4 separate regions of the Mus musculus genome follow, and regions 1, 3 and 4 are each linked to region 2. The links are chromatin contacts, called in public HiChIP or PLAC-seq maps. All regions are on one chromosome and are shown on one strand. Each heading gives the region's core, a stretch centred on a gene start, on an enhancer-like site or on the middle of the called end of the contact. The rest is flanking DNA. Distances are from core to core; before and after follow the strand shown.

The links. HiChIP or PLAC-seq counts read pairs in DNA pulled down with a chosen protein or histone mark.
Region 1: a contact with region 2 is called in an H3K4me3 HiChIP or PLAC-seq map of embryonic stem cells, with 12 read pairs. The contact joins two enhancer-like sites. A contact is called at or near these places in 1 of 484 Hi-C or Micro-C datasets (bone marrow-derived macrophages) and 2 of 115 datasets of contacts at active chromatin or transcription factors (acute myeloid leukemia and embryonic stem cells).
Region 3: a CTCF HiChIP or PLAC-seq map of the NIH/3T3 cell line shows a contact between it and region 2, with 10 read pairs. The contact joins two enhancer-like sites. A contact is called at or near these places in 1 of 15 datasets of contacts at CTCF or cohesin (the NIH/3T3 cell line), 1 of 115 datasets of contacts at active chromatin or transcription factors (embryonic forebrain) and 1 of 9 other capture datasets (embryonic stem cells).
Region 4: a contact with region 2 is called in a CTCF HiChIP or PLAC-seq map of the NIH/3T3 cell line, with 13 read pairs. The contact joins two enhancer-like sites. A contact is called at or near these places in 1 of 15 datasets of contacts at CTCF or cohesin (the NIH/3T3 cell line), 1 of 484 Hi-C or Micro-C datasets (bone marrow-derived macrophages), 6 of 115 datasets of contacts at active chromatin or transcription factors (embryonic basal ganglia, embryonic forebrain, embryonic stem cells and 3 more) and 1 of 9 other capture datasets (embryonic stem cells).

What each region holds. Positions count from the first base shown.
Region 1 is chr10:120,335,671-120,343,011 of GRCm38.p6, reverse strand. No RefSeq gene overlaps it. Among named protein-coding and RNA genes, the nearest start is that of 1700006J14Rik, 25 kb to the left of the region's middle. Within about 2 kb of position 3,556, at least 9 of the 459 cell types and tissues checked have an H3K27ac peak or open chromatin away from gene starts, as enhancers often do. A contact at or near this core is called in embryonic stem cells, where this site is marked.
Region 2 is chr10:120,742,775-120,750,006 of GRCm38.p6, reverse strand. No RefSeq gene overlaps it. Among named protein-coding and RNA genes, the nearest start is that of Gm35182, 6.0 kb to the left of the region's middle. Within about 2 kb of position 4,741, at least 150 of the 459 cell types and tissues checked have an H3K27ac peak or open chromatin away from gene starts, as enhancers often do. A contact at or near this core is called in the NIH/3T3 cell line and embryonic stem cells, where this site is marked.
Region 3 is chr10:120,394,683-120,401,479 of GRCm38.p6, reverse strand. The region is part of intron 3 of Hmga2 (high mobility group AT-hook 2); the gene reads left to right. Among named protein-coding and RNA genes, the nearest start is that of 9230105E05Rik, 8.6 kb to the right of the region's middle. Within about 2 kb of position 1,434, at least 42 of the 459 cell types and tissues checked have an H3K27ac peak or open chromatin away from gene starts, as enhancers often do. A contact at or near this core is called in the NIH/3T3 cell line, where this site is marked.
Region 4 is chr10:120,305,969-120,312,958 of GRCm38.p6, reverse strand. No RefSeq gene overlaps it. Among named protein-coding and RNA genes, the nearest start is that of 1700006J14Rik, 55 kb to the left of the region's middle. Within about 2 kb of position 4,533, at least 47 of the 459 cell types and tissues checked have an H3K27ac peak or open chromatin away from gene starts, as enhancers often do. A contact at or near this core is called in the NIH/3T3 cell line, where this site is marked.

The sequences.
Region 1 (7,341 bases), core at 2,307-4,806, 410 kb after region 2:
AAGGCTCCAGCCTGTCCCCTGTTCACTCATTCGCTCATCTGCTCTTCCTTCCTTTCTTCCCCCTCTTTCCCTCCATTTCCTTCCCTTCTTCCTTCCTTTCCCCTTCCTCCCTTTCCTTCTCTTCTTCCTTCCCTTCCCTCCCTTCCCTCCTTCCTTCCTTCCTTTCCTTCTCCCTCCCCTTCTTCCTCCATTTCCTTCCCTTCTTCCTTCCTTTCCCCTTCCTCCCTTTCCTTCCCTTCTTCCTTCCCTTCCTCCCTTCCTTCCCTTCTCTTCCCCATCCTTTTTCCCTCCTTTCCTCCCCCTTCCTTCCTTCTCTTCCCCTGCGTTCCTTTCTTCCTCCCCTTCCCTTCCTTTCCTTTCCCCCTTCCTTCCCTTCCCTTCCTCCTCTCCTTCTTCCCCTTTCCCCCTCCTCCCTCCCTCCCCCCCCTCTCTTTCTTTCTTCCTTTGCATTCCTGTCTCCCTTCACTATTCTACTTTGTTTCCAGTCTTCTCTGAACTGGAAAATATTCTAGAGTTCTGAAAAATAAGGAAGTGTGTTCCTCCACCCTGGCTTGTTTTTCCATTGAGATGATGTTTAATGAACCCTTAGGTCCAAGACGCTGTCCAGAAATGAAAGGTGAAGCCAAGATAAATGAGCACTGTGTATGCCCTGGAGGAGTTACAGTCTGGAGAGAGCGCTCAGATGTGTGTTCAATCATTCAACACGTATTTATTAAGTGCTTACTGCATACCACGGACTGCACAGCAAACACACTCCCAGCATAGGAAAACTATAGGAAACACAGAAAGTCATTGTGTATTCTGGGGAGGGAGACAAATAATGAAATAACTATATAATCTATCTATTGTACTATGACCAGCTTGGTGCAGTTGCCACATGTCTCTGGGCCTGTCTACTGGGTGTGTGGTGACATGGCTTTTCCTCTGTGGCATTAAACATGACTTGTTATGACCAATGACTGAGGTGTTGAATTTTGTGTGTCATTTTCAGGCAGACGCTTTGAGGGCCAGTGCACAAAAGACTGTCCTCCGCACTGTGGCAGTGACGTGAGAATCTGTGTTAAAGGGTGCTTCTCCCTTGGCTGAGGAGGCAGAACACCTTTAATCCCAGCGTTCCCCTCAGGAGGCAGGGCAGGCAGATCTCTGTGAGTTCAAGGCCAGCCTGGTCTACAGAGGGAGTTCTAAGGCAGCCAGGGCTACACAGAGAAACCCTGTCTCATAAAACAAAAAAATACTTCTTCTTCTGTGGCACAAATAATAACCATGAGCTGATGAACCAATGGGTTATGTGGTGAGAAAAGTCAATTTTTGTTTGCCTAAACACTAGCATGTGGGGACTATCAGACACAATGAGCTTTTTCTAATACTAGAAGTTAGAAGCTTCTAGAAGCTAAGATGTCTGTAGGAACAACCACAACATAAAGCTACGGGTAAAGGAAGCTAGATGTCTCCATGGGTAAAAATGCACAAGCTAAATGGTGAGTCCTAACTCTATAATCTACATCATAAAGGGGAAAAAAAAAGCTACACATGGTGGCTTATGTCTATAACCCCACTCCCTCTTGGGAAGTGGAGACAGGAGACTAGCTCCAGAGATGGTCAGGCCGGCTAGCCTGTAATACGAAGCACAGTGGGCTCAACAAGAAACACTCTGCTCTAACAGAGTGAGAGGCAAGAATGAACTCCTGAAGTCAGCTCTGTGAGTGTCATTGCATACATACACATTACATACGTGCGCGCACACACGCACATACACACACATACGTGCACACACACACACACACACACACACACACGCACTCACATATCCACACCTACACATGCACACACCAGTAAACTAGTAAAATAAATCAATCAGCCTCTACAAAAGCTTCATGGAATGATGGGTTCTGTTATATGGAAGGGAAGGGAAATCAATTTTAATAAGCTAATATTGGTGCAGGGAGGCATCGGAGAAAGATCATAGTGTCAGCATCTGACATGTGTGAAGTGCAGATGAGACAGGGGGATGCCTGGAGTGTTTGAGAAGACCAATGTGGCCAAGAAACCCGAAAAGGATGAGTGCCACCCTGCTCATAACACACCAATCATTCTCTGATGAAACTCAAAGAAAGTCCTTCTCCTTCTCAGTGAGGACAAAGTCCCATCACAGACCTTCCAGTCAGTGGGTCCTCCTTCTTTCTCCTGACTCAATGGCCATCCTCTAGAATTGTCTCCCTACATAATGTGTTCACACATCTGTGCCTTCTGAGGCTACTCCTTTGGTCCTTTCACACCCTGTTTTGCCAGTATCAGGGAACAAATCCCAAGACACTGTTGTGACAACAGGGTTATATCCGAGTTTGCCCATATGACCTAATGCATGTGTAGGTACAACTGTGTCATCTCTGACATTAAGATTTGCTTCTCTGATGGACTCTGTAGACTTTTTCCTCTCACCACACTGCCAATGTGAACTGTGTCTCCTTCCAGAACACTCTGAGCATTTTTCTTGACCTTGTTTTTAAACCTGTTCCGGGCCGATTGCTTGCTGTCTGCACCTAACTCATGGTTTTTTTCTTTCTGTCTGATGCTCATCATGTTTTAAACTTGATACATCAGTGGGGCCCCAGTTCTTGCTAGAAGCTTGGCCCAGGGCCATGGGATTGGAAGGGGATGCAGACTCTTGAAGAGATTGGATAATGGGATGTCCTCAGGACAGTTGAGGGTACCGGCCTGAAAAAGGACTAAAGTTCTCTCCTGAGTCTCCAGTAGTTCTCTCAAGAGAGTTATTGGAAAACTCTATGGTTGGTACCACTCAGATGAATTCCCATTGGCCTGTCTGTAATCATGGGTTTCCTCCCCTCTTCCCACACTGCCACTTGCCATGCATGACACCACCAAAGGGGGCCCTCACCAGAGCCTGCTTTGTGCTCTTAAAGGACTGAAGGAGCTGAAGGGATTTGCAACCCCATAGGAAGAACAATATCAACCAACCAAAGCTCCCAGGGTCTAAACCACCAACCAAAGAGTACACCCGGAGGGACCCATGGCTCCAGCAGCATATGTAGCAGAGGATGGCCTTGTCAGGCATCAATGGGAGGAGAGGCCCTTGGTTTCATGAAAGCTCTATGCCCCAGGGTAGAGGAATGCGAGGTCAGGGAGGTGGGAGTGGGGGTGGGGTGGGAGGATTGGAGGTACATCCTCATAGAAGCAGGAGGAGGGGTATGGGATGGGAGTCTCTGGGGGCAGGAACGGCAAAGGAGCTAACATGTGAAATGTAAATAAAGAAAATATCCAATTAAAAAACAAGAATTTATTCTTCTGAAAGGTGAGCTCAGTAAATCCCTACCCTTTACAGTTAGCCTGTCTTAAGTGGCTCTTTACAGGGCTGACAGCATGGACTAATGAGAGAACTGTTCAAATACTCAGCCTCAGACTTTGCAAGGAACACTCAGAACAAAAAGGGCTGGGCTTGTTTGGATCAGTTCTGGGTGCTACTCACTGCAGTACCAAAGCTGCCCCAGGCTGGAGCCTCCTACAATCTGCCGCCAACCCCCTTGGAAATGACACAAACTGAAAAGGATTGAAAGGTGAGTGGCAACAGTTTCCTGTGGCTGTCTGGGTGGTCCCTGGGGTGCGGCACATCTTCCCTAGCCTTCTGTCTTTGTCTTTGTTCTCCTCTTAAGTTCCGAAACCCGGTTCAGATCCATCACTTAGGAATAGATGGGAGAATCTGTCCAAGCCTGTCTGAAATTGGGATGCAAAAACCACAAGAATGAAGTTGTGCACTTTTCTTTCTAAAAAAAAAAAAAAAACCTTGGTAATTCTCAAATATGCATCCTGCTGTGGGTAAGAGGTCTAATGAGCTGCGCCACCTGCCTGACTCTGTTAGCACAAATCTTTTCCTGCCGCTATTTTGCCTCAGAGAGTATGTTTTGAAACTTTACTGTCCTGGTTTTAAAAACAAAAATAAAAACAAGCCCACAGGAGCTGTGAGTGAGGCCAGTGGCATGCAGGGGCTTGGGTGTGGGCGGGGACAACTCCTGCCTGCTGGCTCCTAAGTTCTGGGAACAGAAGCAACACTGTGGCAGAAAGAATCTCTTTGTAAAATCGATACCAGCGATGCTGTGAGAGCTCAGGTTCTTTTCTTATTTCTCATCCAAGACTGTATGTTTTAGTCAGGGTTTCTATTCCTGTACAAAACATCATGGCCAAGAAGCAAGTTGGGGAGGAAAGGGTTTATTCAGCTTACACTTCCACATTGCTGTTTATCACCAAAGGAGGTCAGGACAGGAACTCACACAGGGCAGGAACTTGGAGGCAGGAGCTGATGCAGTGGCCATGGAGGGGTGCTGCTTACTGGCTTGCTTCCCCTGGTTTGCTCAGCCTGCTTTCTCATAGAACCCAGGACTACGAACCCAGGGATGGCACCACTCACAATGGGCCCTCCCCACACTTGATCACCAACAGAGAAAATGCCTTACAGCTGGATCTCATGGAGGCATTTCCTCAAGGGAGACTCCTTTCTCTGTGATAACTCCAGCTTGTGTCAAGTTGATACACAAAACCAGCTAGTACAACTGATCCCTCTTCAACTAGACACACAAGCACATCACTATTAAGCCTAAACCTTACTTTCTTAATCATTCCCAAGATCTAAATAACTTTAAAAGTCCCACAGTCTTTACATATTAAAAGTTCAATTCCTTAAAATATCCAAACTCCTTTGAAATTCAAAATCTTTTTACAATCTTAACTGTGGATTCCACTAAAATACTTTCTTTCTTCAAGAGGGAAAAATATCAGGGCACGGTCACAATCAAAAACAACATCAAGGGCTGGAGAGATGGCTCAGTGATTAAGAGCACTGACTGCTCTTCCAAAGATCCTGAGTTCAAATCCCAGCAACCACATGGTAGCTCACAACCATCCTTAATGAGATCTGATGCCCTCTTCTGGTGTGTCTGAAGACAGCTACAGTGTACTTAGATATAATAATAAATAAATCTTTAGGCCAGAGTGAGTGGGGTGGACCGGAGGGAGCAGAGGTCCTGAGTTCAAATTCCCAGCAACCACATGATGGCTCACAACCATCAGTTATGAGTTACACTGTTATACTTTTCTACATAAAATAAATAAATAAATCCAAAATCAAAATCAAACTCTAACTGTCCAATGTCTGGGATCCACTCATGATCTTCTGGGCTCCTCCATGGGCTTGGGTCACTTCTCCAGCCCTGCCCTTTGTAGCACACACACTGTCTTTTAGGCTCCAGCTGCCTGTACTCCACTGCTGCTGCTGTTCTTGGTGGTCATCTCATGGTGTTAGCATCTCCAAAACATTGCTATCTTCTGCTGCAACCTCTCATAGGCTCTTTTCATGGTGCTAAGCCTCAATTTCTCTGTATGACCCCTTCAGTCCTGGGCCTTCAACTGCCACAGAGGCTGCACCTTCACCAATGGCCTCTCCTGGCCTCTCATAGTGCCAAGCATCAGGTGCTGCCCCTTCATGTTTCAAAACCGGTACCACCTGGATGACTCTTACACAGTACCAAGTCTGGCTGCCAACATGAGGTACAACCGTGGCTGCCTCTGGAACACAGCTTCTCTGTGCTCTCAGACACTGCCCAGATGATTTCACCTTAGTGATGCTGGTCTCTTCTTAATCACTGCTAGTTTCTTAGCTCCAGCTAACCAGCATCAATCGTCCCATTAATGCAAGGGTTTCCCCTTAGTACTTCTAGTATCTTGTTAATCACAGCCCCAGCTGACCAAAAGCACAGAATCATCACAATCAAAACAGCAACAGCCCTGATAAGAGTCTTTAATCTTACCTCTGAAATTTCACAAGCCAAGCCTCCATCATTTCCACTGTTCTCAACATTATCTTCCATACGCCTACAGAACATTCCACAGAGCTCTTAACACCCAATGGCTCTTCTAGCTCAAAGTTCCAAAGTCCTTCCACAGTCCTCCCCAAAACATGGTCAGGTTGTCACAGGAATACCCCACTTCCAGTTTGTCTTGGACAAGGTTTCTATTCCTGGATAAAATATCATGACCAAGAAGCAAGTTGGGGAGGAAAGGGTTTATTCGGCTTACACTTCCACATTGCTGTTCATCACCAGAGGAAGTCAAGACAGGAACTCACACAGGTCAGGAACCTGGAGGCAGGAGCGGATGTCATGGAGAGTGCTGCTTACTGGCTTGCTTCCCCTGGCTTACTCAGCTTGCTTTGTCATAGAACCCAGGACTACCAGCCTAGGGATGACACCACCCAAAGTGGGCCCTCCCATCCTTAACCACTAATTGAGAAAATGCCTCCAAAATCCTGCCCTGTTGAGGTGCTGTACTGCACTCCCTCCAGGGATGGACTATGACCTGGAAGCGTAAGCCAACTAAACCATTTCCTCCCTGCCTTGTTTTTGGTCATGGTGTTTCGTTGTAGCAATAGAAACCCTAACTAAGACACTGGGATTCTTTTGGGGAAGACAACTTCAAGTGGTCCCTAAATGGAAAACTGACACACTTACCCAAGCAGAAGTAAAGAGGCCTTTGCCTCAGCTGCAAGTTAAGAGAGAGATAGTCCTGAACTGTGGAAGTGCCCCTCCAAGGAAGGGGATGCTGTAGAATTCTTGTATTTGAAAACAAAAAGCGGGCTGGTGAGATGGCTCAGTGGGTAAGAGCACCCAACTGCTCTTCTGAAGGTCAGGAGTTCAAATCCCAGCAACCACATGGTGGCTCACAACCATCCGTAATGAGATCTGACTCCCTCTTCTGGAGTGTCTGAGGACAGCTACAGTGTACTTAAATATAATAAATAAATAAATCTAAAAAAAAAAAGAAAACAAAAAGCATGTTCAGGTTCCTGGTGACCAGCCTGTGAAGCCGTTCTTCCTCTTGTGTGCCTCAAATACGCCAAAGACTAAGCCTGGGGCCAAGCATTTCTTGGAGCACAGCCCCTTTCTCCTAGCCCAACTCCTGTGCCTGCCACAAGTTCCCCATACTTTAATAAAAGGTCTCAGATGTGACAGAGGACACAGAGGCAGTGACTGTCCATGAAGTCATGAGATTTATTTAACACCATGATCAAGACAGACAAGAGTGTAGCAGGAGAGCTCGAGCCCCAAAGGAAGGGAATGAGAGCCCACATGGCAGAAGTGGGGGTATTTCCTGATGAGGGGTAGTTTCCCAGCGCAAGCCTGGGGCATGCTCTCTGATTCCTATGCAGAAGGCAGAGGACAGGGTGGGGAACAGGACATATGGCCACTAACACCCCCTTTCATGTTGTCACCTGGAAGTCAGTGATCTGGGGACTCAGACACTGCCTCAGCAGAGTGCCTGTGGGTGTCTGTGGAG
Region 2 (7,232 bases), core at 3,492-5,991:
TTGCACGGTCAGTGTGGATTTATTGCCACTAAATCTTGCCCGTGGTACGCAGCTCAGGGTGAAGAGTAACACTTCCCTCTCCAGGATGGTCCACATGTGCACAGCTCAGGGGTTGTGACTAGCGTGTTCCATATTGATGACTGACTAGGTGAGAGTGTCGCTAGTCTTGTATATGCTCGGCCCAGGGAGTGGCACTATTAGAAGGTAGGGCCTTAATGGGTGGGTGTGGCCTTATTGGAGTGGGCATGGCTCTGTTGGAGTGGGTGTGGCCTTGTTGGAGTAGGTGTGGCTTTGTGGATAGGCGCTTTAAGGCCCTTATCCTAGCTACCTGGAAGGCAGTATCCTGCTAGCAGCCTTCAGATGAAGATGTAGAACTCTCAGCTCCTCCTGCACCATGCCTGCCTGGATGCTGCCATGCTCCCACCTCGTTGATAATGGACTGTATTTCTGAACCTGTAAGCCACCACGAATTAAATGTTGTCCTTATAAGAGTTGCCTTGGTCATGGTGTCTGTTCACAGCAGCAAAACCCTAACTAAGACAGCAGGAGATAAGTATACCACTTCGTAGTGTTGGCTGCTGTGCTAAAATAGTTCCAAAGGATACTGGTCCCTCCATGCTGGAAGGCTCACTTCTGTAGTATTCCTAATTGCAGATGGAGTTTCATCCTTGATGCTTGTACTTGTTGATAAAGCACTGTCACAATCCTTCTCAGGACTTTGAAGCAAACCATTTTTATTTCTTTGTGTGTGTGTGTGTGTGTGTGTGTGTGTGTGTGTGTGTGTGTGTGTGTATGTGTGTGTATTAGAGTCTTGATGTGTAGCTTTGGCTGTAAGAACAGGTTGGGCTTGAACTCATAGATGCCTTCAAATCCCATTTGGACCTGGATTTCATGTCACTCTGAGGCCAAGATGCCCAAGTATTATTATTATTTTTTCTATTTTAGCATACAATAGCCAGTCTCTCTTTGTTCAGGTCCGTGGATATGGTGTAACTGCTATATTCAAACATAGATTAAGTAGTTGGGAGATTTCTACAGCAGATCTCATAGGTCACTACATAAGGAAGATGGTAAGGTGGTGGTCCAGGCCAGAGGTTATATGTGAGGTCAAGCCTCACCTTGGAGCTGGGGGAGTTAGGTTTTAGGCGTTAGAGAGGACATTCCTGAAGGCTTGGAGGATTCTACCCAGGTGCACAGGACAGCCTCTAGGAGTTTCCCAGGATCTGTGTTCTCCTTGATGAACTTCCAAGAGACATTATCTCAGTACATTCCATGTCAATAAAGAGTGTTTCAGGAGACAGCATCTGGGGAGCATGTGCGCCCTTCAGCGCTGTCACAGGTAGAAGAATTCTTTCTGTTTGTGGTAAATCCCCAATTGCACGGTCAATGTGGATTTATTGCCACTAAATCTTGCCCGTGGTACGCAGCTCAGGGTGGAGAGTAACAATTCCCTCTCCAGGATGGTCCACATGTGCACAGCTCAGGGGTTGTGACTAGCGTGTTCTGTATCGATGACTGACTAGGTGGGAGGTGTCGCTAGTCTTAGATCTGTTCCTTTTGCATGTGGGCCATCCCAGCACTATGTTGGCCCCACCCCTGTCTCTCTCTGAAGTCCCTCCTGATTTCATCAGATGAGGTCATAGCACTGCCACAATCCTTCTTAGGACTTTGAAGCTAAGTATTTGCATTTGTTTGGGCGTGTGTTTTTGAGACAGAGTCTCACTCAGAGGCTTTGGCTCTAAGAACAGGTTGGCCTTGCACTCATAGTGATCTACCTGACTCTGCTTCTCAAGAATTAAAGCTGTGTGCCCAACAGCCAGCCCTGAAGCAAGTTTTACGCCTGAAACGAAGAACTCTCATGAAACCTTTCTTCTTTTCCTTTCTGTTCGGAGACAGTTTTTTTTATTACCCTCTGCTGCCATCGTGGTCTTCCAGGATTGAGGACAGTGCCCAGTCATGATCTCTAGGTTTTTGTTTGTTTGTTTGTTTGTTTCCTGTAAGGATGAAGCTTTCAAATCTCATTCTAGCTTTGGGGAGAAGGTTTTTTTGGGGGGTTTTCGTGGGGTTTTTGGTTTGTTTGTTTGTTTCAGAATGCATCCTGAATTGGAAAGTCTGACGCACAATTCATGGTATTTTATCATTGTTTTTATTATGAAGATGACACCGTTTTGTTTTTGTTCATCGTAAGATTTATTGCTTGGACTCAGTGGTCCTTTCTGAGAACCATTTTCCACTGTGTGGCCAAGGATGTCCCTCTCATGGCCTCTGTAAAGGTATTCCTTGTCATGTTTGGCGTTCTTTCTCATTTGTGTTCAAGCTATGGATTTGCAACTATGTATTTACAATCTGGATCCCCAACAACCAGCTACATAACTGACAGCCAGCTACCGCTGCACAGTCCAGTCTTGGAAACAATACTCTATATCCAGAGATATTTGCTTTTCAAGTGAAGCAAACAACAAATCCAACAAGATCATAGTGACTAACATCCACTGAGCATGTGCAATGCCCATTGGACACACTACTTAGCCACACACAGAAATGGCTTGTGATTAATATTTATTTGTTTGTTTATTTTTGCAGTAGAGTCTTGCTACGTAGCTTTGGCTGTAAGGACAACTTGGTCTTGAGCTCACAGTGACCAACCTGGCTCTGCTTCCCAAATTCAGACATTAAAGCTATGTGCCTCCACTGCCACGGTAAAGCAAGTTTTTAACCCCTGAAATTGAGAACTCTCATGAACCCCGCTGTCTTTCTTCTTTCCCTTTATTGGGGGGGATTTTAGAAATGTATCCATATCTCATAAACAAGCAGTCCTGAATACAATGCTGATAGGGAACTTGATCCAAGTTCAGTCGAAAGTGTGACAGGCCTGGGATTCTCCTGCAGGAAGGCAGTGGGACGTCAGAGTTCTGAGTTCCACACGGATCTTGGATCTTGTGCACGCAGGGTTTGTGCAGGTTCAGTTTACTTTAGGCTCTCTTTCAAGCGTGTTTTCTTTTCTTCTTTCTTTCTTTCTTTCTTTCTTTCTTTCTTTCTTTCTTTCTTTCTTTCTTCCTTCCTTCCTTCCTTCCTTCTTTCCTTCTTTCTTTCTTTCTTTCTTTCTTTCTTTCTTTCTTTCTTTCTTTCTTGATGGAAAGATTAGGCACTTGATCGACTCTCTGATGGTGCTGTATGATAGGACGTACAAGCATCAGACTGCTGGGTGTTCCAGTCTACGAGGTCCTGCTGTACAGACACCCTTTGATAAACCAGCAATCCAAGGCACAAATGAAATACAAGGACAAGAGTTCTGAGGTCTGCCTTCAGAACCAGGAGCAATCGCCACTTCCCATTGTTGGTGACCTCTGTGAAGGGTGGAAGGTAACGAGACTCACACATACGTACATCCACATATTGCTAGTTCCTGCATAGTCTATACGCAGATAAAGACTTGAGAAATTGGTCGTCCTTTGGTTTCGGACCCTGGGACAAGGAGTCGAGGTACATATTTTACACAATGGAGCAGACCTGGTCTCCAGGGTCTCCCAGAGTCCCTCAGTCCCTTCCTGGCACACCTTGACCCCAACCTTGAACTTTTTAACCCAGGGGCTGGGCTGCCCTTCCCTCTGAGGTTTCTCCCTATATAATCCAGACTGCCCCCTCACCCCCTCTGTGTGTCTGTGCACGAGCACACATGTTCAAACTGGTTTTCAAGTGTAACACGTTTCCCAAATGACACTGAGGATTTACGTTGTGTGTAGATCCCTGCAATGCCAGTTTATACATAGGAATGGAGAATGGACAAGCTGGGCTGTAAGTTCCCTGGGAAGTGACTAGGGAGGACAGGGCTGCCAGGATCAGCAGACACTGCCACAGAAAGCTGAACTTGGGTGACTCCTCTGTCACTGCCCTGTCCTTTCCCCTGTGACTTTGGCTAACACTCCCTCTTTCAGGCCTTTAAAAAGACATTGACTATTGCTTGTCTGCATAAAGAAAAAGTATTGCCTGGTCAGGCAGGGAAGACCAACTGGTGTGTGTCTTTAGTACTGACATGAGGATACAGGCTCCAGCAGGAATGAATCTCTCTGCTCTGGAAGCAGCTCATCTTGGTTTAACCAAACACAAAACTCAAAGGGGTCCAGGCAGTGGTGGCACATGCACTTGGGGGGCAGAGGCAGGCAGATTTCTGAGTTCAAGGTCAGCCTGGTCTACAGAGTGAGTTCCAGGACAGCCAGGGCTACACAGAGAAACCCTGCTCCGAAAAATTAAACACCAAAAATCAAACACCAAAAACCAAACCAAAACCAAAACCAAAACCAAAAAACCTAAAACTCAAAGGGGTTTTCCTCCGGTCCATGGGGCGATTTTTAAGAATGGCTCCTTGTGCCTGGCCCTTTGCCTGGTACATTTTTGTGACTTCCAGTCAAAATAGATGGATTCAGCCAGGATTTTCACTTTTCAAAAACAGTCACTGCTGGGTTCCTTGAAACTGCCACCACCAAACACTACCCCCCCCCACCCCCACATTTAAAACATGCTTTGATTTCTTGGAATTGGAGGCGCGGGGCTCCGAAGGGCCGCTACGACTCTGAAAAAGGAGCTGCTAGTGCCAGAGTTCCCACTGCCTGGGCGGCTATTGGCGGCTCTCCTACCACCAGCCTGGAATGCACACAAGCGGGCTGCTCTCCCCACTTTATCACAAAGGAGCTCATTTTGTGAATGAACAGCGCAGCCAGCAGCACAGCGCTATTCCGGGCGACCTTTGCCCGGGGATTGGATTCCCTCCCAGCGGGGAGATCAGGCCTTAGGAAAAGGTTAGTTCCTTGAGGTCCAAGGCCTGCTGGGCAGAGGTCTGGAGAGGGAAAAGCTCCGAGAACTTTTCTCCTCCCCCCAACCCCTCCCTCACCATCTCCAGCGACCGTTCTTCTGGCTGCTGTAGCTTTCTGTGCCTTTGTGGGTTTTTTTTTGGGGGGGGGGGACTGGCGGGTGTGTGTGTGGGGGGGTGCTGATTGGACTCTGCAGCAAGGAGCTATATAACTCCTGCAATTTTTACTTTTTTTTTTTTTTTTTTTTTTGGTAGCTGCCTAGTATTTCCCCGCTGCTTCCCAACAGCAATTCTGAGGTCCTCCCGAGTTTCCACCCCTTCCTCTCCATGCCACCCCCCCCCCCACCGTGGCGCTTCAGTTTGATGTTTTTTTGGTATCAAAGCAAGGTCTCCAGGAACCCTGCAACTAAAGACTTTAATGAGGACCATGCTCACGAAATCCTGGCTGCCAAAGACATGATGATTTATGCCCCTCACTCTCCCTAACAGCAAGAGGACTATTTGTAAAAATAAAAAAGCCGCTCATATGGAATTAAACAAGAGCATAGCTGCTTCCTTCCAGACCCCGGGAGCTTAACAAAGAGCATCCACACTCCAGCACATGGCGGGCGCCGGGCTTCCTATCACACAAAGCTAAATCCTGTTACCTCGGGCAGAGGCACACACTCTCTCTAAAACCCTGCCGGCAGACCTCAAAGGAGCAATGCAGAGGGCAATCAAATGAGTGGCCAGAAGAAAGAGGGGTGCCAGGAGCTTAGACCGAGGTCGAAGCACCCACCTGATGGGCTGCTGAGGGAGGAATTGAGGTGTTTGGTGTAAGATGGTTGAGCGACTGGCAAATAACTATTTGGTTTGGGTCAGCTGTGTGAAAGGCGGGAACCCTGAGAGCTCCCTTTTCTTGGATCTAGCATTATTGTTTCTGGGATAACTGGGGGTTCCCTCCTTGGGGGTTTTTACTCTTGTTAATAAAAGACTTTAGAAATGGACTCCAAGGAAACTCTGGGACAAGTTTATTAGAGTTTGAGAGAAAAGAAACAGAGTAGACAAACTGTAAGTTTTGGCAGCTGCCAAGAGGGGAGGAAGAGAGAGACAGAGAAAAAGAGAGACAGAGACACACAGAGAGAAACAGAGAGAGAGAGAGAGACAGAGAGAGAGGGACACACAGAGAGACAGAGAGGAAGAGAGGAAGAAAGAGGGAGAGAGGGAGGCGAGACATGTCTTTTGAGTTAAGAGGCAAGGACCCTGCCATTTTCAGCAGTAGACAGCCAAGCAGCAGCTTGGTAGAAGGAGCAGGCAAGCTTCAGGGAAGAGATGGGAAAGTCCAGTGTGTCACTGAAAGCATACTGAGGTTTCTGGGCCGTAGAGTAGGCAGGTTCTGCAAAGCTATGCAAGTGGCTGCATCAGCAGAGGGCATTCTGGGAGGAGGAAGAAGTAAGTTATCACATGAAGGGGGTGGTCATTCCTCCCATGTTCTCGCATATCTTTTTTTTTTTTTAAGAATTATTTATTTTATGTATGTGAGTACACTGTTGCTGTCTTTAGACACACCAGAAGAGGGCCTCGGATCCCATCACAGATGGTTGTGAGCCACCAATGTGGTTGCTGGGAACTGAACTCAGAACCTGTGAAAGAGCAATCAGTGTTCCCGCTGAGCCATCTCTCCAGCCCTCTTGCAGGTCTTTAGACAAATCAGCTTCCCTGGAAGTGGCAGGGTGAATAACTGATGCGCTCTGCCAGATTAACTCTTAAGGGAGGGGACAATAGTGCATCAGGTTGTAATGTATGGAGCCTCTGTGGACAATGTCGTGCCACTACTCAGAGCCAGAGGCAGTCTATTCTGGTTGAGGATTGGGCCGTGCGGATGAACTGACTAAAGAATTCAGGGTTGCCGAGGGCACAGACGTTATTGCAGAGAGACAATGTGAAGTAATTAGAGCAGTAGTTCTCAACCTGTGGGTTGTGACCACCTGGGTTACATATCAGATATTTACATGACACGTTTTAACAGTAGAAAATTTGTAGTTACCAAGTATCAATGGAATAATTTTACAGTTGGGAGTCACCATACCATGAGGAACTGTATCAAAGGGTTGAGGCTCTAGGAAGGTTGAGAACCACTGATGGGAGAGACAAGACTCAGGTTAGAGATGGGGCTTTGGATCAAGTTCATGGCAGCTCAGACCAGAGGGGGAAAAATGAGGTGAGAAGAGGAATAGGCTGAGGGATTAGAACCTAAAGGTTGGGTTGTGTAAAACGGTCCCTATGTCCCCCAGGAACTCAAAATGAGAGTTCCAGAGATGGGCCTGGGTGATAAGCCCATCTTGATGTTGCTGAAAAGGGAGGGCTGGCTGGCCCTGGGTCAGACCAAGAAACATGAGCGATTTTAACTTGCTGGGTGTGATGTGATGCTCCAGTCATTTTCCTG
Region 3 (6,797 bases), core at 185-2,684, 350 kb after region 2:
TAGTGTGAAAATATCTTTGGAGAAGCAGGTTCTATAGGCACAGTTAGTTACTCCAGACTTTCTCTGGGAATGTTCCAGTGTGAGTGTGTGTGTGTGTGTGTGTGTGCACGTGCGCACATGTGTATGTGCATGTATATGTATGTGTGCATGTATATATATATGTGTGCATGTGTATGTGTGCGTGCATGCATGTGTGTGTGTGTGCATGTGTGTACATGTATGAGTCAGGGGTTAGTTCACCTGAGGTATCATTCCCCAAGCGTTGTCCACCTTCTGTTTTGAGACGGTCTCCTAATGAGACCTGGGCTTGCTGATTCGGTTAGAATGGTAACCTGTGAGCCTCTCCTGCCAGGGCTCCTCCTGCCTCTGCTTCGCCGTTGCTAAGATTACCAGCATGCACCTCTATTGTTGCGGATTATTTCCCAGAGAATACTGCTCTGACTTGAGTGTAAGACAATAGAACATCTTTATTAGCCAGCCATCGACTACACTGGGCGCTCGGGATGGCAGTATAGCCCTGAGCCTTCTTAGGGAGTGGTTTTAAGCACGAAAACCGTCTTCTGAGTTGATGGACTTCAGTTAACAAGAGCCGTTAGCCAGGAGAGGAACTACAGAAGCTAAAATGTAAGGTTAGTACAGTTTTGGACTTTCCCAGAACTATTATGGACTCTGATGATTGGGCCTTTGAGTTCTGGCAGGCGGGGCTGTCTACAGCTGATTTTTATAGCCTGAATGGCACTTCCATCCCGGAGTCATACAAAGGTCTCAGTGACTGCTATGAGCTGAGGCTCTGTTACCAGCTTTATGCGGTGCTTGGGGTCCAACTCAGCCCCTCCTGATTGCATGGAAGAACGTTACCAAAGGAGACAGCTCTAGGCTAGATGGACTTACAGCTTCTGTTTCTATTTGTGATCACAATTGCCATTATGGCCGGTCCAGCCTTTCTCCAGTTGCCCCTTTCCCTCATCATCTGTCCTGGTTTGCGATTCCAAGGAAGACTTCCTCTTCTCCCTTTTCTCTTGCCCACTTCTTCATTTAATACTCTCCGTGTAGGGAAACTCCTCTTTTTCTCTCTTCTGGGTCAGCCATCTTGACTTGCACAGGAAGAAAATTCCACAGCGGCGTTCTCTCCTCAGCTACTAACTCCAGCGCAAGGGAGCCTTCTGGAAAGGCAGCTTCTCTTTTTGCTGTGGCGGCTGAAGCCCGTTTCCTATTCTCTTTCTTCAGAGCAGCTTTCAAAACAGCTGGTTACCATCCTTTAGGTTAATCCTTCCTAGACAGTACTTCAAAATCATTATATCATTTTCCAGTCTTTTTTTGTCCAACATGAGTTATAGAACTCCCTTTAGCTTTTTCTCACAAGGCGTAGTATTCAGCCCTTTAATAAGCAGCGTGGTATAATTGAAAGAATATGGGCTTCAGAGTCAGACCTGAGTCTGAATCAGAGTCACATTACTCACTGGCTGCTTGACCCCAGTCAGAGCCCTTAACTTTCCTGAATGGCAGTTTCCTTGTCTGCTAGGTGGGGCTTGATGAGAACTATCTTACAGGGGCCTTGCCAGAAGTTCTGATGCATGTAGCATTCCTGGCTTGCTCTCAATATTGTGATAAATGTTGCTTCCCTTCCTTCCTCCTCCCCTCCTCCTCCTCCTCCCCTCCTCCTCCTCCTCCTCTCCTCCTCGTCCAGGTCAGTTTCCTACATTACAGGCATAGATCGGAATAAAGGGTTGAGACTTTCAAATAATTCTTTTTGCCTATCGCCTCTGAAACACCTCCTTAATTATTTCCCAGGTTTTTTTTTGTTGTTGTTAGTAGATATTTTGATGCTATTTCCATATCTATACACACACACACACACACACACACACACACACACACACACACACACACACATGCTCCTCCTAGAGATCGCCATTCAAGAAGAGCAGTATTCAAGGCAGTCCCTTAACTGGTGTTGACATCTTTAGATCATTCTCTTATCTCATGTTCACCTTGAGGAATTTCCAAAGTTAGTTCTTTATTTATGGTCTTTTTCAACATCAGGGACCCACTGGGTCTCATTTTAGGATAAGTTACTCGCTCTCAGTTGTACAGCCATCTTATGTGGCACTCTTTGGCAAAGCTGACAAAGGTGCCTACAGAGGCAGACATGGAGGTTTGCCTGGGAAGACAGCTTACAACACAGAGGCTGGGCAGGGTTTCAGGTGCTTTTATACCTGTAGTAACCACAGTCTTGGCTCTGGTGTGATTTAATTTCATAAATAAGATGCTCAAAATACATACACACGCTGCTCCTGCCTCTCCAGCGCCCCATGACACCAGCCTTTCCTCCTTTTCCTTCCCCTGTATCTGTTCGCTGCCATGCAACTTATAAATAGTACTTCCTCCTTTACTCAAGGTAGCTCCAATTCTGCCACACCTGGCTGTTTCTTTGTGAGCCTTTTAATTCCCGCTGTGAGCTGCATATTTTGAGGAGTTCCCCTCTCTTTGTGTTTACACTGTGCAACTGGAGATTCCATAAAACAGACTTTACTGAAGTGTGTTAACAGAGTCTTAACGAGTGGTGGATTGGCAAGAGCTTGTGTCAGTGTGGCTTATAGTCCCCCTCTGCCACATGAGTGAGTGAGTGTCTCAGCAGCCTGAGCTGAGGCACTAGGAGGGAGAAGAGCGGCTGGGTAACAGAACACACGGCAGTTTTTATGGGAAGCGAGAGGAGAGTTCTGTGTTTACAAGGACTGGGGGGGGGGGGGGGGGGGCTATCTTCCTGAGCCTGGGACATTCCTCCTCCGATAGAGGAGGCTGAAGACTGAGTCCCATTCTTCAGAGGCTGGTCGAATCAGTTGTGCTGGCTGGTGAATCTCTAAGACTTGGCTGACTGAGGCTTCTTCCCTGCAATGCACGGGCACTCCTAAATTGATCTCCAGAAGTTAGAAGACAGCTTGGAAGCAAAGGAACAAAAAGCCTAGAAAGAGGTGGAAATGAAGAATCGGGAAATGTGAAGATGAGACAAGGAAAACCTCCCTGACATCTTAATGTCTTACAGATGGGTCTTTTGATGGCTAAGCTTGCAGTGCCCTTAAATTTACCTTGTCTGGACTTTTCTTCCTGTATTTTCTCTTGTGCTTGTTGAGGCCAGCGCCTCAACACATTTGCATGAGGGTACCTGGGAACACAATAACCTAAAAACCATTGAGTTAAGTAAGTAGTAAAGGCTAATAAATTGTCATATGATTTCATCGTAAAGCATTCCTTTATGCTTTATAAGTCAGCAGACAAAACGTGATAGGAAGTGTTCCAGGTCTCTCTTTCAATCCAGAGCCCCTAGAAAATGTACTTATTTATGACTTGTCCTTGAGGGTGGCTTTGAGGCTTTGAGACAGTTAATATCTACAATAGTTCTTCGGCTATGGAACTTTTTAAAAATCTGGAAGGGCCAGGTAGGGTGATGCACGCCTTTAATTCCAGCACTCAGGAGGCAGAGACAGGGAGATCTCTGGTAGTTTGAGGCCAACCCGAGACTGCAGAAAGTTCCTGTTTTACCCCTCCCCCGCGCCTCTTCCCCCTACACACACCTGAAAAAAATAATACAGAAAAAGAGCTAGAGAGTCTTCACCGAAGTCTTGCGGAAGGGGTACAGAGGAGAGAATGAAGAGCGGGGGTGGGGGAGCTGCTGAAACTGACCCCAGAACTTGGGCACCAGGGCTCAACCGGCAGGGGGTAACAACTGAGGCAATTCTGGGAGAAGAGATAGTAAAATCTGGTCCTGATGTGTCTGTTGGAGATGGCAGTGAAATATCTCCTCTGCATATTTTGTAGACGTTAAGAAATATGGGCCTGAAGAGCGGATGAAAGGTCAGGGCTGGCGATAGGAGTCTGGGGCTCATCTGTGATGGGTGCTAATTGAATCCATGTGGGTGCACCGAGGGAATATCTGGAGAAGGAGATGAACGAGCAGCCCCTGGATGAGCCTCGGGAGCGCTAACTTAACTGCAGAAAGGAAGCAGAAGTGAGAAGGCCAAGCGCCTTGTCCTGACCACGGAGGACCCGAGAATGTTGTTGCTTACCCATCCTATCGCTGCGGGTCCTTAGAGTACGCCTGATGACCTTCCTATAAAAGCCAAGGGCAAAAACCAAGAGCCTTGGCTTTTTTGTTTGTTTTGTTTTTCAGAGAGGCGGGGTTGGGGGTGGGGGGTGCAGAATCTAAGCGATGGATCTGTCACGTGACCTAGCACAGTGGCGTAGCACTCCGTTTAATGAATGGCTGCGTGAGGTAATTGAGTACCTGCACTAAGCAGGTGACGTGCTACCTATCCGGCTCCTGGTTTTGTTTCATGAAAGAGGAGATAAATAAATACCTGCCTGTAAACATCACCAAGCGATCCAACGTGTTAGGCACAAAGGAGAAATGGAGTTGAGGGAAGAAGGCATGGTAGGGAAAGGAAAGAGCGTCAAGTTTTCCCTGGTCTGTGCGGATCCCGGATCCGCCATCTTAATAGATGGATTGGACCTTTGGTTCGTTTATGTATCTGTTTCTTCTTCCTTCTTCTTTCTCTGATGGGACTTGGAGCTTCTTAGGGGAGACACGAATTACTCCCGAGTGTTTTTGTAGACTCTAATGAGGCTGGCTACCTAAGCACTTATCCATACACTGAATGACAAGCTGACAGCAAGGTATGTTTTCACTAATTACTAAAAGTGAATAATTACCCAGAAAATTAATCAGGGAGAACTCCCTGTTTCGATAAGGGAAATGAAAGCACTCTTTTTTTTTTCTTCCCCCTTCAGAGGCAAAGCTTTTAAATTGGGATTTTTCTAAGTAAATCATTTCCAAAGGAGGCATTAGGTGTGTTGCTTGTGGCAAAATCGTCTGAGTCAGCTCCGCAAAGTACTGTTTCTGATCACTGAAAACGGAAAGATCTGACATAGACTTCGTCTCTCCTCCCCTGTTTGTGAGTGATCTAACAACAGAGTCTGTCTTGAAAGATGTTCAAGGATGATCACATGTTCATTTAATTGTACAACCTGAGGATCCGTAAAGGGAGCTTGGCTGTACAGTAAGAGGTGCATTACAGAGATGCGAGAAGGGGGGGGGGGGGGCTTTGGAGATAAGTATACACACTTATTAATTCTGAACTTGGGCAATTGCAACAATTTGTCTACAAGGTCTCTTTTATTCTGGATACTTGGAAAACTTCACATATATGTATGTGTGTGTGTGTGTGTAAATATACATACATTTTCATGTGTATATTTATAAATTAATATATTTATGCATGTATACATATACCTTATGTATACATATTTATGTGTATGTATATGAGGACATAATAGATGATAAATATGTAAGCGTTCATATATAAATACAAGTTATCTATATATTACCATTAATATATACTCAATTTCTGTGGAAGAAGAAGAGTACCGCTGTGATAAATTTCTTAACAGGATGGAAAAGGGAGAGGTAGAGCTAGTCTTGATTCATCTAACAGAATTTTTCTACTGGAACCAATTGCTATCAGATAAAAGTATTTTTCAGACCTCATAAACTCTGCAGCCATGTCCCTTTGGAAACTTTACTCCACAGAGAGAGAGATTTGGTTAGGTCCCGCAAACAGCAGACAGAAAAGACTATAAAAATATAGACTGGCTTCCAGAACAGAACAGTAGCCCATCTGTGTCACTTACACTGATAAACACATCAAGCAATGTGGCAAGCGATCTAGCAACTCGGAAGAACTCCACAGACGTGAGAGCAGATGGTCTGACTCCCTTCCCCGGGAGGAGGGCAAGGAGGAAGGGCCAGGGGTGCATAAACTCTGCACGTGAAATAAAATAGAAATGTAATGTTTACCCCAAAAATGTTATTTTGAAGCATAAACCAGTCATTCTCCATCATCTGTTAATTCCAGGGTTAATTTTCTTAACCCTGGAAGGTAAAATCATCATTAAACTAGTGAGGAGTAAGATGCCTATGACCCTGGTGTGGTAGTGTGCTCAGTACTCAAGAGTTGGTAGTATACTTGGTACTCAGGAGATGGAAGTGTACTCAGTACTCAGGGGGCAGAGGCAGGAAAGCCAAAGGCTCAAGTCCCATCCTCTTCTTCTACAGAGAGAATCCAAGGCCAGACTGGGCTAGAGACCTCTCTCTCAAAAAATTAAAAAAATAAAAAGTAGTTATTCCACTGATAACACTAAAACACAGGTCATACACATGATGTTAATGGTAAAACAGCTATATTATTAATAATTAATAATAATAGTAAATAAAAATACAGCTGCCTCATTAGAGGATTTTCAGATCTGCTGTTCATCCATGGGTGGATTAACATTGTCATACTACCTACCCCACGTCTGCAAAGAATTCAGAACAGCTTACAAAAAGCACCACACTTCAGGCAACTGGCGTTCAGTGTTTAAAGACGGACCCTGCTGTCCCTGGCATTTGGTAATTTGTTGGGTTTTTTTTCAGGCAGGAAGTTAAGCCTCTTGAATGCTCATATTTGGCAGAAAATAATTTCATTTATGACTCAACACATTTCCGGTAGGCACATCTCAGCAGAGCTCAGGGTAGTCACTAATTTGAGTTTTACATAGTAACGCCCTTCAGGAGACAAAAGTCACCTTTTAAACTTTCGTTGTAAAAGTAGCTATTAAGAGAACGATGATGAATCCTGGTTTTGCGTAGAAGGACTGTTGACTCCTGGTGCGGGTATGTACAGGGAACCTGTGCCTCTAGGTAGTAATATGGTTTCAAAAGAAATCCATATACTGAACAAAATATTTCCTGGATTCATGAA
Region 4 (6,990 bases), core at 3,284-5,783, 440 kb after region 2:
AAGTGACTTCACTATGGCAATGAACCAAACCTTTACACATGGGCCTATATATACTACCTACAGAGGCCCCTATCAGAACTTGACACTGTCCTTGACTTGAATGGAGCCATCAGAAAGCCAGGTCCTCTCCTTAACCATGGCAAAGTGAATTCACATCAGTCCATTTTTCCTATCCTACAGATTTTAGTTGTGTTTTCCAAGTGACATATTTAAGTGCACCTCTGTCATGGTCACTCAACCAACGTTGCTTGCTTGGTTAATTTCTATAGATTCCAGCCTTGTAGACTTTTGAATTCTCATGCTCCGATTGCTGAGTAATTCTTAAAATCTCATTACTCGAGTGTCCCATTTAATCTCAAATCAAATCTAGCAGGGGCGTGAGTGGACTCGACAGAAATAAACCACCATCGGAAATAACCATTGAAATAGGACCGTGAAGTTGGATGTCAAACAATAGGGTATTGTGAATAATACCCTCTCCAGAAGGTCCTCTCTGATAGCTACAGCAAAGGGAAACATATGATAACAATAAATATGGCTTCCACGCTACCACAGTCCTTTCACCACTCCCTCCACGTGGGGACGAGAAGCCATAGCTCTGCTCTGCATTTTTCTCTTTGTTTAAAAAAGAAGAGAAGAAGAAAAAGAAAGAAAGAAAAACTCTTCCTGGCAAATAATAAATTTATAGCAAAGGGAATTTCTTTGTGACTCAAGTGTCCATGTCTTCAAGTTATTTCTTTTAGGCGCATAAATTCTATTAGGCTGTGTGCGGAAAGTTTGTTAGGGCGGCTTGGGACCAGTGGGACCAGGTAAATGGCTGTTAGTTTAAGAGCAAAGTGGGCAGTTCACATTAGAAACGTCTCTCTGTGATATTGCTGGTTGAATACTCATGGCTGCCGCTTCAGTAAACACTAGATTTGGGCAACAGCCCACATTCACTCATTATATTTGGATAAAGATCAATTGGGGGAAAGCTAACGTGGCATGCTTATATGTGTATATCTGGTCGGCCATCTGTGTACACTTCAGAATACTGCATCTTTATTTACATTTTCGAAATGGTTTTGTTCTTAAAACTATTTCAGTGTTAAAGCAAATGGCTTATTCCAGTTTTTTTAAACACAAACGGGGAGCTTATAAGAGAGCCATTCCTTGTACAGTGAATGTCTTTAACTTAAGCAAACTCTTAAGTGGTTTTTATGAGTCCACACTACCCAGGTCACTAAATGTTTTTGTTTGAAATAACAAGATCACTTGAATAGATAAGAAAACAAAGAATTGATCTTGTCTACATTTCAATAGCAAATAAACAGGTGTGATGACCCATACTTGAAATCCTAGCACTCGGGAGTTTGAAACAGGAAGGTCACAAGTTCAAGTCTAGACTGGGTTAGATAGCAAGACTCAGTCTCCAATAAACAAACAAACAAACAAACCCATCGCTAGTGGTTCTGAACTGGAAAGTCCTAAGCTGTACCTTTGCTGCCCTGTTTAGGGCATCAGTTCTCAGCCTGTGGGTCATGACCCTTTTGGGGGGGTCAAATGACTTTTTTTCCACAGTGGTTTCATATCAGATAGCCTGTATATTGGATATTTTCATCACTACTAATAAAAGTAGCAAAATTACAATATGAAGTAGCCACAAAATAACTTTGTGGTTGGAGGATCACACAACATGAGGAACTGTACTGAAGGGTCGCAGCGTCAGGATCTTTGAGAACCCCTGCTCTGGAGCCTTGTTTTTTAAACGAAGCCTAGGGTAACATTAAGCATACAAGGAGGCGTCAGCTTTCAGAAACTTCTCTTACCACTGAGCAAATGATTTCTTCTTGTCTGTTAAATTAAATAGTAAACATTAGAGGAACGTGACATGATTTAGAGACTTTTTTTATGTTCTATTTTTCTAACAAAATGGTTTTTTTTGTTATATTTCACACAAGTATGACTGACTGGAAAAATTTTAAGTGCTTTCTGCTCTGCCCGTATAGTTTGAAAGCCAGTAGACTCAGCTATGAAGTGACCTGCAGACGCAGGTAACAGTATTATGAAGGAAATATGGGTTTGCATCCATACATCCATACTTGCATACATACCACACATGCACCACACACATCACAATGCTTATCTATATAACACAACAGCCAGCCCTATGCAAACAAAGCCCAAAGCTCAGTGAATCTATTTTCTCAACCAACCAAGGAGATTGCTCAGCTAGGTTGGTCTGATTGAATGGTTGAACCAAAATGTGAGTGGGATGGATTGCCCCCCTCACCCCCACCCAGCCCTCCCTACCTTCCTCTTTTTTTTCCTCCTGTTCTGTGTAAAGGCCATAGCCCTCCCTCTCTCTTTAAAGAGTTATGCCAAGAAGCAGTACTTACATTCATCAATAAAATATAGCTAGACAGAGGAGGGAAAAAGAGACGTGGAAGATACACAGAGAAAGGAAACTCTGTGGGGGGTAGGGAACACCAGAATACACTGGACACCAGAATACACTGGACACCAGAATACACTGGACACCAGTGCCCACAACAAGCTAAAGAAATCCCCTTCTAAATCTCCTGCAGTTCATGCTTCCTGGATGCTTTTATTGATATATTTTCATCATCTAGAAAAGGAATATATATATTATATATATAATTATATGCAATATATATATTCCTTTTCTAGTTGATGAAAATATATCAATAAAAGCATCCATATATATATATATATATATATATATATATATATATATATATATATATATATATATAATCAGAATTGGCATGTCTTCTAAAAGTCACTCGTGAACATTCCTGGTGAGGCCCCATAACTGCCACTCACCCCAGATAACACAGGACTTACATTATACCCAAGCCATTTTCCCACAGACTGTGAGATATGGAGGGTTAAAAAACAGGGCCCCCACCCCCGGCTTGACTGTATGTCCTCCACCCAAGCCGCCCCTCGACTGTGCTCAATACAGTGCAGATTGGCTCGGCCTCACCTGTGACTAATGTTAGACACATGCCTGGGAGTTTTTGACAGCTTTTGTGTTTCATTTCACAATCAAGGGAACAGGCTTGCCCAGTTCACAAGGAAACAGAGAGACGGATCTGTGCGCCTCAAGCTCTGCAGTCCATGTTTCTTCTTTGTCTGCTCCGAAAACAGAATTCCCTGGGGTTTATACTCTGGTTTTGTCTTCTGCACTATCCTCTTCTCCCGTCCATTTTCTGCACCATGACCCACTCCCCTCCCCCACCCTCATGTAGCTTTGGCTACAAATCAGAATAGCTCTCGGGGGCTAGAACCACATTGCAACCCTCCTGTGTTTCCTAAGGATTTTCCTTCGTTCCCCAGATTTTTTTTTTCCTGGCTTCCTCCAGGTGGGGTTCTGACCACAGAAACTGAAGCTAGCCCCCACCCCAACTGTAGAAGTTTATTGAAGTATGGTACGATAGTCTTACAAATGTCATTTTCTCCCTACTGTAAATCAAGGGACAGCTGTCTTTGGAATAAATTCCAAATAGTTGGTCTGGAAATGAGATTGGCAGTGGGTCCCTCCTCCATCCTGGCTGACATCTCCCCATTCATTGCTTTTCTGCTTTCATCCATTCATTGTTTGATGAGTCTATAAATACATCTCATCTGCTTCTACTTTGCTTTTTAAGAATAAACTGATACCAAACACGCTGCCTTAATTACATCCACAGGCAAAGCATAACAAGTTAAAGTGTTGTCACAATATAGTTTTAGAACTTGACATTGCTCATTATGCCAGCTGTGATAGAACTGGGTAATGAAAAAAAATCTTAATTCAAATGTATAAATGAGTAATCCATCAGGAAAGACACTTTTAACATTGATGGATGAAAGTGCCTAGAAACCTGTTATGCAAAGGAAAGGGCATGCATGGGAGGGCTGATGAGCTTCAGGCGGGGTACCAGAGCTGGGAGGCATGGCCCCCTCTGACACTGAACAAGTCAGTTCCTCCAAATTCAAGTCAGACTCGGAACACTGTCCCCAAGGTGACCTTGAGTGTCCTCATTACGAGGTGGCCACTGACTCACGAGGCTCTGAATCATGAGCACAGAAGGAAGAGGCAGACCGACTCTGACTCACTCCCAGAAAGCCCTAGTTTGGGAGAGTTCTACCTCTGGGATGCAGATGAGTCTTAAAGAAAAGGACACCTTATCACTCATACCTTGTTGCTGGAAAATTACTTCTTTAATGCCTTTGACTGACATCATAGGTTTCAAGTTGTAAGTTTCAGACAACAGAAGCCCATTGAAGAATGAGCATTCTGTAACTTTTAAAGAAAAATTTATTTGCCTAAGTCATTTTCACACAAAACATGATCATTTACACACACACACACACACACACACACACACACACACACATTGAGCAGCTGTTTGCATTCACTAAAGACTTCAAACAGTGCAAATTTAAACCATTATTACATATGTCAAATGAATTACCCTCACCCATTCTGCAATTATACTTTGCAAACCCAGCAAAGAATGCAGCCTGTCTGTGAGTCACTAACACATAACCCTGAGATACACTGCTCCTAAAAAAAAAATTTAAAGCTAAAGGGAGCATTGTGGTACACACTTTAATCCCAACAGAGAAAAGGCAGAGGGTGTCTGTGAGTTCCAGGCCAGTCTAATGTGCATAGTAAGGCCCTGCCTCACGAATAAAAGCAAAAAATAAAACAAAACCATTGCAGAAGAAGACATGATACTGAATGGGGAGGATGACCAAAAAAAAAAAAAAAAAAACTTGGGAAGCGAACATCTATCTCTGAGTAAGAAGTAAAGGTCAGCAAAAAACTCCAAGACAGGGAACTATTAGAGCGCTCTTCTTATCACACACAGAGAGCCACAAGAGAGCAGCAGCTAATATACTGTGAGTTGTGCGTGAAAACTGGTAGACATCAGAAAGATTTTAAGTGATTTAAAAGAAGGTAAGACTTGCAGATGGTCCAACCGCTTGGCTGCAAGATAAATCCAGGAAGAGTGACAACCAGATGTTTCACAGATTGTATAAGAACTATTCTAAACAGATAGGATTGGACGGTAAGAAAAAAAATCACTGTGGCAAAATACAAGAAATGATGGGCCATGCTTGTGGTGGTTTGAATATGCTTGGCCCAGGGAGTGTGTGGCACTATTTGGAGGTGTGGCCTTGTTGGCGTGGGTGAGACCTTTTTGAAGGAAGTGTGTCACTGTGAGTGTGGGCTTTAAGACCCTCATCCTAGGGCTGGAGAGATGGCTCAGCAGTTAAGAGCACCAACTGCTCTTCCAGAGGTCCTGAGTTCAATATCCAGTAACCACGTGGTGACTCACAACTATCTGTAATGAGATGAGATACCCTCTTCTGGTGTGTCTGATGACAGCAACAGTGTACTCACATAAATAAATAAATAATTTGGACCCTCATCCTAGCTGCCTGGAAGCCCATCTTCTCCTGTTTGACTTCAGAACAAGATGTTGAACTCTCAGCTCCTCCTGCACCATGCCTGCCTGGATGCTGCCATGCCATGCCTTGATGATAATGAACGGAACCTCTGAACCTGTAAGCCAGCCCCAATTAAATGCTCTCCTTATAAGAGTTGCCTTGGACATGGTGTCTGTTCACAGCAGTAAAACCCTAAAACACTGCTGGAACCATTCACCACTGGAAATATTTACTGGTAGAGACTGTGGGAGAGCTGACTCGAAGAACTATCCCCCTTGTTGACAGAAAAGAGGAAACTCAATATGCACACTGGGAGATTTCAAATTCTGAGGAGCCCTGGGCAGCACAAACATCACGCTGGGTATTTTCTTACAACGTACTCATTGAAAGAATCAGAAATATATTACACTCAGAGAAATAGAGTCCTGGGTTGTCATGTGCACCCGACTTTCACTTCGGTAAGGGTGCTATGAGCTGCTTATATCGTAAACCACCATTGTGAACACCAACCGATGAGGGATCCCATGGTGGGATATTGCCAGTTAACACGTTGGCAGAAATGCCAGCAGACAGACAATTCTATGAGCTCACAAAACCATTAGCTTTCTCCTCTGGGCACATGAGAATGATACCCAGCAGTCCTCCTGCTTTCAGATGGCATCTTGTGACAACAGATGGCCAGCAGACACACATACATGCAGATACTTCCACCCTGGTCCTTAAAATGGCAGCTTCTCAATGTTGTTTGTTTGTTTGTTTTCTCTCTTGTTGCTGCACAGCTATCAATATGGCACTCCAGCATAGACTTGTAGGGAGGCCCTAGGCCATTGCAGAGCCGCTGGGAGAGAGAGGCAGGTCTGCTGAAGCCATCCTAATGAAGAGATTCGAGAGACCGAGGAAATGGCTGTGTAGATAAGATGCCAGTCACCGAGGCTGACAATCTGAGTTCGATGCCCAGTTCCTACATGGTAGAGAGAAAGAGCAGGCTCCTACAGGTTGTCCTCTGACGTGTGCACTGTTGCAAGTCCAGTGGTAGGGTCCCTCCCCACCCCCACCCCCCACCCCTGTGCATGTTCAACGCACTGGTTCACTTGCTATCTAAAGATCAATTTGCCAGAATGTTTTCAGGATCAAAAGTGCCTATCTATTCATTTTAAAAATGAGTTAACAATTCCCCCTGAAGTCATGTTAATACATAATAGAAGTTAGACTTGCCTAAAGTCTCACTTCGTCATACCCTGTGGTATCTTTATAAAAATTTAGATCTCTGCCTAACTTTGGAGGAGGAAACCAAGAAAATGATCCTACAGCGCCCCCCTTTGAGCACTGTGATGCCAAGACGGAGACATAGACACGACTTACTTTTGTGAATGCTCCTGGAAACTGGTCCTTGGACACCTAAGTGAAGAAATGTCTGTCACGCCAGGCTGCCTTTACCAAACAAGACTATACCCTATGAAGTGTTTCCATTGATTTAAGTGGAAAATAAAATTACAACAGTATCAAGCATGCTACAGTTTCAGGCTCTATACTGCTGGCTGAGAA